Linked DNA regions of Mus musculus: region 2 is linked to region 1. Evidence: chromatin contacts called from public ChIA-PET data. All regions are on one chromosome and are shown on one strand. Each heading gives the region's core, a stretch centred on a gene start, on an enhancer-like site or on the middle of the called end of the contact. The rest is flanking DNA. Distances are from core to core; before and after follow the strand shown.

Evidence for each region. ChIA-PET counts read pairs in DNA pulled down with a chosen protein or histone mark.
Region 2: an RNA polymerase II ChIA-PET map of memory CD8 T cells shows a contact between it and region 1, with 6 read pairs. The contact joins the enhancer-like site here to the promoter of Anxa7 in region 1. A contact is called at or near these places in 2 of 39 promoter capture datasets (liver and pre-B cells), 1 of 115 datasets of contacts at active chromatin or transcription factors (memory CD8 T cells) and 1 of 9 other capture datasets (pancreatic islet).

What each region holds. Positions count from the first base shown.
Region 1 is chr14:20,478,059-20,481,863 of GRCm38.p6, reverse strand. It overlaps Anxa7 (annexin A7), which reads left to right and starts at 1,731. Exons shown (of 13, transcript NM_001110794.1): 1 at 1,731-1,969.
Region 2 is chr14:21,030,234-21,034,038 of GRCm38.p6, reverse strand. Vcl (vinculin) reads right to left here. Exons shown (of 21, transcript NM_009502.5): 21 at 363-2,452. The coding sequence ends at 2,306. It overlaps Ap3m1 (adaptor-related protein complex 3, mu 1 subunit), which reads left to right. Exons shown (of 9, transcript NM_018829.4): 9 at 1-297. Among named protein-coding and RNA genes, the nearest start is that of Ap3m1, 20 kb to the left of the region's middle. Within about 2 kb of position 1,653, at least 204 of the 459 cell types and tissues checked have an H3K27ac peak or open chromatin away from gene starts, as enhancers often do. A contact at or near this core is called in memory CD8 T cells, where this site is marked.

The DNA of each region.
Region 1 (3,805 bases), core at 482-2,981:
TGCCTCTAATTCCAGTACAAATGCCGGTATGGCAGGAGGCTCAGGAACTGGGAGGCTGTCCTGGCTACACAGCAAGGCTAAAGTCAACAAAATCGACAGCACTCAGGAGGTAGAGGAAGAAGGATCAGTTCAAGCTCATCTGTGGTCGCACAGCAAGTTTTGAGGTCAGCTTGAGCTATATGAAGACCCAGCCTCAAACACTTTAAAATGGATCAGAGATCTAAAGAACTTCAATGCTTAGAATATATAAATCTTCATGAATTTGTACAATGTTTTCTTAGATATTACACGAGTAGCACAAATGTTGGCTTTCACACCAACTTGGGCAGCCATGTGCAGAGACTCCCCTTGTATGAAGCACCTAGAGACCTCCAGCTGCCAGGCTCCACCCCACAGGCTACTCGAACAGAAGAGTGGGAGTGGCCAGGCCCCGCCCTACAGAAAAAGAAGCTCATGATCTGGCCACCCTGGAAAGGTCTGCACCTCCCCGCCAAGACACCGGATAGAAAGCCTGCTTTCTGCTCACTTCTTCACTGCTTCTTTGCCAAGTCTATTCTGTAAGGTTTGATGTGTGGTGTGACTCTGCTATTCCTTGGCTCCAGGAATACCAGAGGATTCCAGGATACCTTTTACTTCTGGGATGTAACAATGAAAACAAAAAACTACCTTCTTTCAATTTTTTTTTTTTTTTTTTTTTTTTTTTTTTGGCTTTTTGGCTTTTTGAGACAGGATTTCTCTGTGTAGCCCTGACTGTCCTGGAACTCACTCTGTAGACCAGCCTGGCCTCGAATTCAGAAATTCAACTGCCTCAGCCTCCTAAGTGCTGGGATTAAAGGTGTGCGCCACCACTGCCTGGCTTACCTTATTTTAAATTTTATGTTTCAAATATCAAGTGAAAGTGCCTTGGGCCTGTGAGATGGCCCAGTGGTAAATGGGCCTTGCAGCCAAGCCTGGAAAACACAGTGGCATTCTCTCAACCTACATGGTGGAAAGGGAGCACTGTCTCCTCTTCCAAGTTGTCCTCTGACCTCCACATGTGCCCACACTCAGAAATATATCTTATACAAATAAACTTTTTTAAAAACTGTAGTATAGTGGAATTGGCGTGTGCTGAGGTGTGAAGGCATTTGTCTCCATGCCTTACCCAAGTGTTTACCGTGGAGCCTTATGACCTGAATTCCATCCCTGAAAATCACATGGTAGAGGAAGGGAAACAATCCCTACAAGTCATGCTCAGGCTTACATACCCAAATACAATTTTGTCGTGAAAGTGAAAGCCATGGTGGAGAGCTGGCTCAGTCAGGTGCAAATGCCAGCCTGTAATTCTATCACTGAAAATGCATACGTGAATCCCAGGAGCTCACTGATCAGCCATTCTTGCCTTACTGCCCATCAGTCCCAGTAAGACCAACCTTAAAAAAAAAAAAAAAAAAAAAAAAAAAAAAAAAAAAAAGAGGTGAACATTTGGTTGACCTGTAACCTCCATTCATCACTTCACTATGTCTCTGTGTATGTTTTCTTTCCATGTAAGTGCCTCAAATACTTAGTTCTATATATGGTGAGTTTAACACTAATGGACCAGTAGAACTTTGAACCCTGCTTAGTTTTGTTTAATTCAACTCCAGTTCTGTCTACTCACAATTCCCTATAGTCACATGAAACAAACCTAGGTTCTCAGGATCCCCGGAGGCCTGGAGCTCTCTATCTTTGAGTCCCTCTGCTCCGCCCACTTGCGCGGCTCCACCCAAAGCTGCAGTTCCTTTCTACAGTAGCACCACCTGGAGTAGATTTACCTCGCTGAGATATAGACACGTGTTAAAACTAGCTGAGCCACCTGAGGGGCGCAGCGTCCCGCCCGAGCTTGGGGGCGGTCCAAGCAGCTAGCACCCTCGCGCCGCCCATGCGCCACGCCCTCTGGCTCCATATTGCAGGAAAGCGGGCTAGGGTGTGACGCTGCTTTCTCGTTCAGGTGAGGACTCGCACCCCCTCCCCTTGCTGTTCTTCCGTCGGTCAGTCAGCTCGTTCCCAGTCCCTGGTCTGGTCTTCCAACCGTAGTCGTAGAGCCCCGCGCGTGTCCTAACGAGGTGGGCCTCCGGGTGGCGGACGCGGACTCGGACGCGTTTCGGGTGTTTGGGGTGGGTTGGGCATGCTTTCCCTGCGTGCTGGAGGACTGGGAAGGTCTGTGGGTAAATCACTCTGTTAGGCTTAGAGTGGGATGCCAGGCAGCAGTGGTACCCCGCTTTCGGTCAGTTGGGCCGCAAGTGGCGGACTTAAGGCCCGATGGTGGCCCTGGTGAAGCCCCTTGCCAGAAGGCCGACTAGCAGCTCCGAAAGCTGGCTTTGGCTAGTGACTAGACTTTTTGGTGACACAGCAAATTTAGAGGAACTTGAGGAATTTGTGCCGTGCTTAATGACATCTAGGGCAGAATTCACAAGCCTGATATGTAAGCTCCGGTTTAAAATTCTTGGAAACTATTCCAGTAACAATCTAGATTTTTTTTTCCTTGTCCTTGACCCATATCAGCCGTCTAGGTAAGCAAGATGCAGAGGGGAATGGCTAAACCAAGTGAAAAGACGAAAGGTATTTTACTGTTATCCATTACATTCCTTAATTGCTGCCAGGTGATAGCGAGCCATTCTGATAAAGCAATCTGCCCCAATTACAGTACAAGTGTAGTGAGCTACGGTTTAGGCCAGGAAATCATTAGAAACAAGTGGAGTAAATAATTTTGCTCCCGCAAACTTAAACCACCCTTTAGCCCTCGTGGTTAAGTAGAGGGCTACCTTCCCACGCAGAGGACTAAGCCCTGTTTCCCTGTTATCCTCAGTCATTGCTTTAAATGGCCCTTCCGGAACCTAGAGGCGGCTTTTGGGAAACTGTTTCTGTTCTTGCCTGGCCTAAGTCACACTTCCTGTTTCCCTTCCCAGTTTGTCACCGGTCCCCACCCCCAACCCCACCCTTAACTTCTTAGGCCTCTTGCCAGTTGAGAGACTGACATAGATCCACCCTTTTACTAACTGACTCACTGGGTGGAGATGGTTTGGAGAACCAAGATTGGATTTTCCAAGTTTTTCTAAAGGTTGTTTGTAACATTGTTAAAGGGAAAACAAAAGCTCTGGTTCACTCAGAAGAGTCCTGTTAACTTCAGCAGAGCTGAGTAATTTGTTGAGTCACCCTAGGGTTTGTTAGCCTTTTACAAAAAGTTTAAAGTCTACTTTTTGAAGTGATCACATGAGCAATGTTTAAAGGGGCTAAAAGGCCATGAAAAAATGAGCTGCTTTGTCGTTATACCCCCCACATACACACCCACACCCCACACACACCCCACACACACCTGCATGCACTCTCCCAGTCAGGCTGCACCCTTTTCTGCTTCCCTGTCTCCTTCCTGTGAGCTTGTTTACTGAGAGAAGAAAATGGGTGTATTTCTTTAGCAGAACGCTTGTTTTCCACCTGGCTTTGTTTAATTTACCACGTGTGGTAGATGGTTTTATTAATGGATTTTTTAAAAGGACTTTTAGAAGGTGTATAGTTTATAGCTTCACTTTATGAATATTCATGATTCACTTATCGCTAAGTGATGTTTAGATTATCTTGAACTACTTTTCCTATTACAGATGATGCTATGATGAATAGCCTAGTACCTATATAAATGTGCATTTGTGAAGGTATTTCTGTGACCTATATGGAAATGGCATTTCATTTCTGGTACTTAATAATCTTCAAGGTGCACTGAAATTGTTTCAGTTTTTCATATGCTAATACCTAGATAATCTTTGCTTTATTTATTTTTGTTTTGTTTTAA
Region 2 (3,805 bases), core at 404-2,903, 550 kb before region 1:
TAGCTATGTACTGGGGTTGGGAACAAACAAAAGTGTCCCTCACATTTCACAACTTCAGCTTTTTAAGGGACACTGGTGGTCTCTACTAAAATTAGGGTGTCTCTAGCCAGGAGGTGACCTACATTTGGCTGCTTTGCCCACTGGTAACTTGTGATTTCTTCTCCTTCTAATGTATAAGAATACATTAGCTAGAATTGTTGCCAAGATTGTTCTTGATCACGCAGACCCTCTTACGTAACTACACTATTATATAACTCCTTTATGGATTGAATAAAGCTGTTGGTTTCCAGACCTTGAGAATTAGCTTCAATACAAAATAAGTCTGACCTAAAGTTGTTAGTAAAATAACCTCAATTAGAGCATTATTCATATAAATGTACTTTATTGTTTTAAACAGAACAAAAGAAGAGGCAGAAACATTTACATATAAGTCCTAGCTTATAAACATAGTTTTTAGTGGTGGCATCTCTAACACGTCATTCAGGGACTGTTTCCTTTTGCCTCCTTGTACTGTAAGCACTGACACTAGAAAGCACATCTGGTGGACATGTGTCTCCAGAACTGAAGGAACTTGGAGAATAAACATGATTCTTCTTAGTTCCTCTAAGAAATCTTTAGTAAGACAAAAAATGATCTTTGGCATAGATTCATACTTTAAAGGCATTGATATGCATTTATATCAGGTAAGCAACTATACAGATCTGCTGAGAGCTTTGAAAAGAATCTTTTATCAGCAAAAAGAAATAGGGGGAGCCTGAGTATTCAGGGTCAACTTAAGATTTACAAGTTCAGTGTTGGGATTGGACATACTAGATGTGGGAAGAACATCCAGGAAGAAGGCCTCACTCCTGTATTCGTCTGGTTCCTGATTTCTGAAAGAAGCATTTGTATACTGGGAAATGCTTATACAGCCAGGATAAATGCAAAAAAAAAGGAAAGTCACTTTTACACTAACTTTGCCCAATAGGAAACATGCCTTTCTGATAAATAGATACCATACTCATTATTCTTGAATACTTCGTATTTATGGAAGGATGAAAAATGCTTGGTTGTAGTTGATTAAAAGCAACTGGGAACTATAATAGTTCCTACTGATTTTTCCCTAGAAGCACCAGAAGTATAATCTGCAAATGCTAGTCTCCCAGACAAGATTGCCTTTCCATTCAAGTCTCTTAAGGAGCAAGCCCTAATTCTTAAGTCTCAATTTTGAATGAACCTTTCAAAGTTACAAGCAAAGTCAAGTGTGGTGGTAGGAGCTAACAGGCTGACACAGGTAGATCACTTGAATCCATAAGTTCAAGACTAGCCTGGACAACATAAAGAGACCCAGTCTCAAAATTTAAAAAAAAGAAAAAAGTGGGGGATGGAGGGATTACAGACAAACACATACCTATGTATCTTTAAAGTCTTGTTTAAAGAAGCATACAGAAGAAGACTGCCAAAGCCTAGGATGATTTGGTTAAAAGTAAATGCAGCACTTCAGCTCAGAAATTAAAGAAAATAAGGGCGAAGAATGAATGCCAAGGCCTCAGCACAGACATCTACTGGCAGTGACAAAGCATAGAAAATCTGGGAGTGGCCCCACTGGGAGGATGGGCAGGATAACACCCCAGTGACTCTGTTCCTCTAGTGACAGAGCACCAGTGTGTTTACAGGATGGTTACCTTGGCAACCAAACAAGGCAGGATGTGAGACAGGAAGTTTCCATAACACATACTAGTTAGTGGCATGGTAAAAACAGAAATAATGATTTCCTCACAACAGTGAAAGTTGGTTTCCCATTGTGAGGAACTAGGGTTACACTGGGAGAAAGCAGGAAATGAATCCAGGCCGCACAAGCTAGAACTCTCCAGAGACCACTTTTTCCTGCAGCAATGATGCACAGCCCAGAGAAGGTAGGCAGGGTCAGCAGCAGGGGGGGAAACCCAAAATAACTTTGGAAGCACAGTTATTTAGACTTGCCTCAGCTCTAGGTCTTGAGAGCCTATAGTGGGGAAAGGGAGTTGGTGAACCGTAAACACAGAAATGACCCCCGGGGCAGAGCAGGGCTTCCGGCTAGTGTTCACGCTTATTCTGAGCTGCTGTAAAATCCATGGGAGAGAGTGCGCATAGTAACTGAAAGTACAGGGTTTATAGAGAGACACATTTCAAAGTGCCCATGACAAGAGTATAAATGTTCCTTTCTGGTGTGTGAAGCCAGGGATTGATGTTTCCATTCCTGACAACTCTGAATGGCTTCTGGAACTCAAGATGGTTCTCTTCTCTTTAGCAGAGGTGTATGTACCAGCCAGATTTGACGAGGTGCCTACTGGTACCAGGGAGTCTTTCTGACCCAGCGCAGAGTAAAGCCAGCATCTGTTCGGATTTTGATTGAAGCAGCTTCAGCCTCTCGCACAGTCTCCTTCACAGACTGCATGAGGTTCTGGGCATTATGAACCAGCATCTCTGTGGCCTGCAATAGGAGAGCCCTGTTACTATAGCCCCTAACGCAGCACTCGCTGCCAGGAGTGGGCTGCAGTTAAGCCCTATACCCGATCCCCCTGCTCCACCAGTAGTTTAACTACATAAACAGCAATGTTTATACAATTTGGCTTGTATATCAATGACTGCACTGTGTCTTTGTATGGCTGACAGCATGCACTGGTTTTGAAAGGTGGTGTTCTTTTAGGACTCCTGCTATGTCCTCTACCTGTAACACTTTTCTTCCAAGTATGCCAGACTCCCCCTCCAGTGTCCAAGCATTCTTTACTTGAAGATATTTTTCTTCATAAAATCCATCATAAATTTATGCTATATATTATACCTAGATTGCTTGGGGGTGGGAGTTTTTTTCTTAGTTGGCATTTGCTTTTGGTGTTTGGGGGAGGGGGTAGTTTAGTTTAATTTATCTGTCTGTATTCTTTAAGCTCCATAGGGCAGAGATTTTTGTTAGTTTTTTCACTGCTCTCCACTATTTAGTACAGGATGCATTTCAAAAGCAATGAATGAAAATAATCAAGCTAATCGACCCTTAAAAATGGTACATTATTTTTCAAAACACCAAACTAGAAGATGGGGATCTAGTTGGCTGTCTACTCACACCCAGACAACTCAAGTATTTTTTTAAGATGTATTTATTATGTATACAGTGTTCTGCCTGCATGTATGCCTACAGGCTAGAAGAGGTCATCAGATCTCATTACAGATGGTTGTGAGCCATCATGTGGTTGCTGGGAATTGCACTCAGGACCTATGGAAGAACAGCCAGTGCTCTTACCCGCTGAGCCATCTCTACAGCCCAACTACTTCATTCTTTAAGACAGCAAACTAGCTGTAAGTCATAGATCTTTTGAGGATTTAAGGAAGACCATAGAGTTTCCCTAAGCGGGGAAATGTATCCCATGAGTGAAATGTATGCATAAAATACAGAGGGCTCTGGGAGAAGTACCTACAGTCTAAATTCCAAACATTGGTCCGCTTCCTTCTTAGGAAAGGTCTCAGGCCCGGAAAGGCTTATATCCTTGCCAGGCAAACTCATACAACAAAGTCAGGGTCCAGCTCAAGACTTTTCACTTATATCCTCAGTTTGTTCCAGTCTACACAGGCTTTTTTTTTTAATTTCATTAAACACATAGTCCCAACATACATGATGTGATTAATTAGCTTGATGTGATTTAGCATTAATCCTAGTCCTGCCTTTCATTTCCCAACTTCTCCTATCTTTAGGAACAAGACACCCTACCAAGGAAAGCAATCCAGGACCCAATTCTGCTTACAATATATGGAAGGTAGGGATTTTGATGAAGCTCCCATGGTAATGAAGATG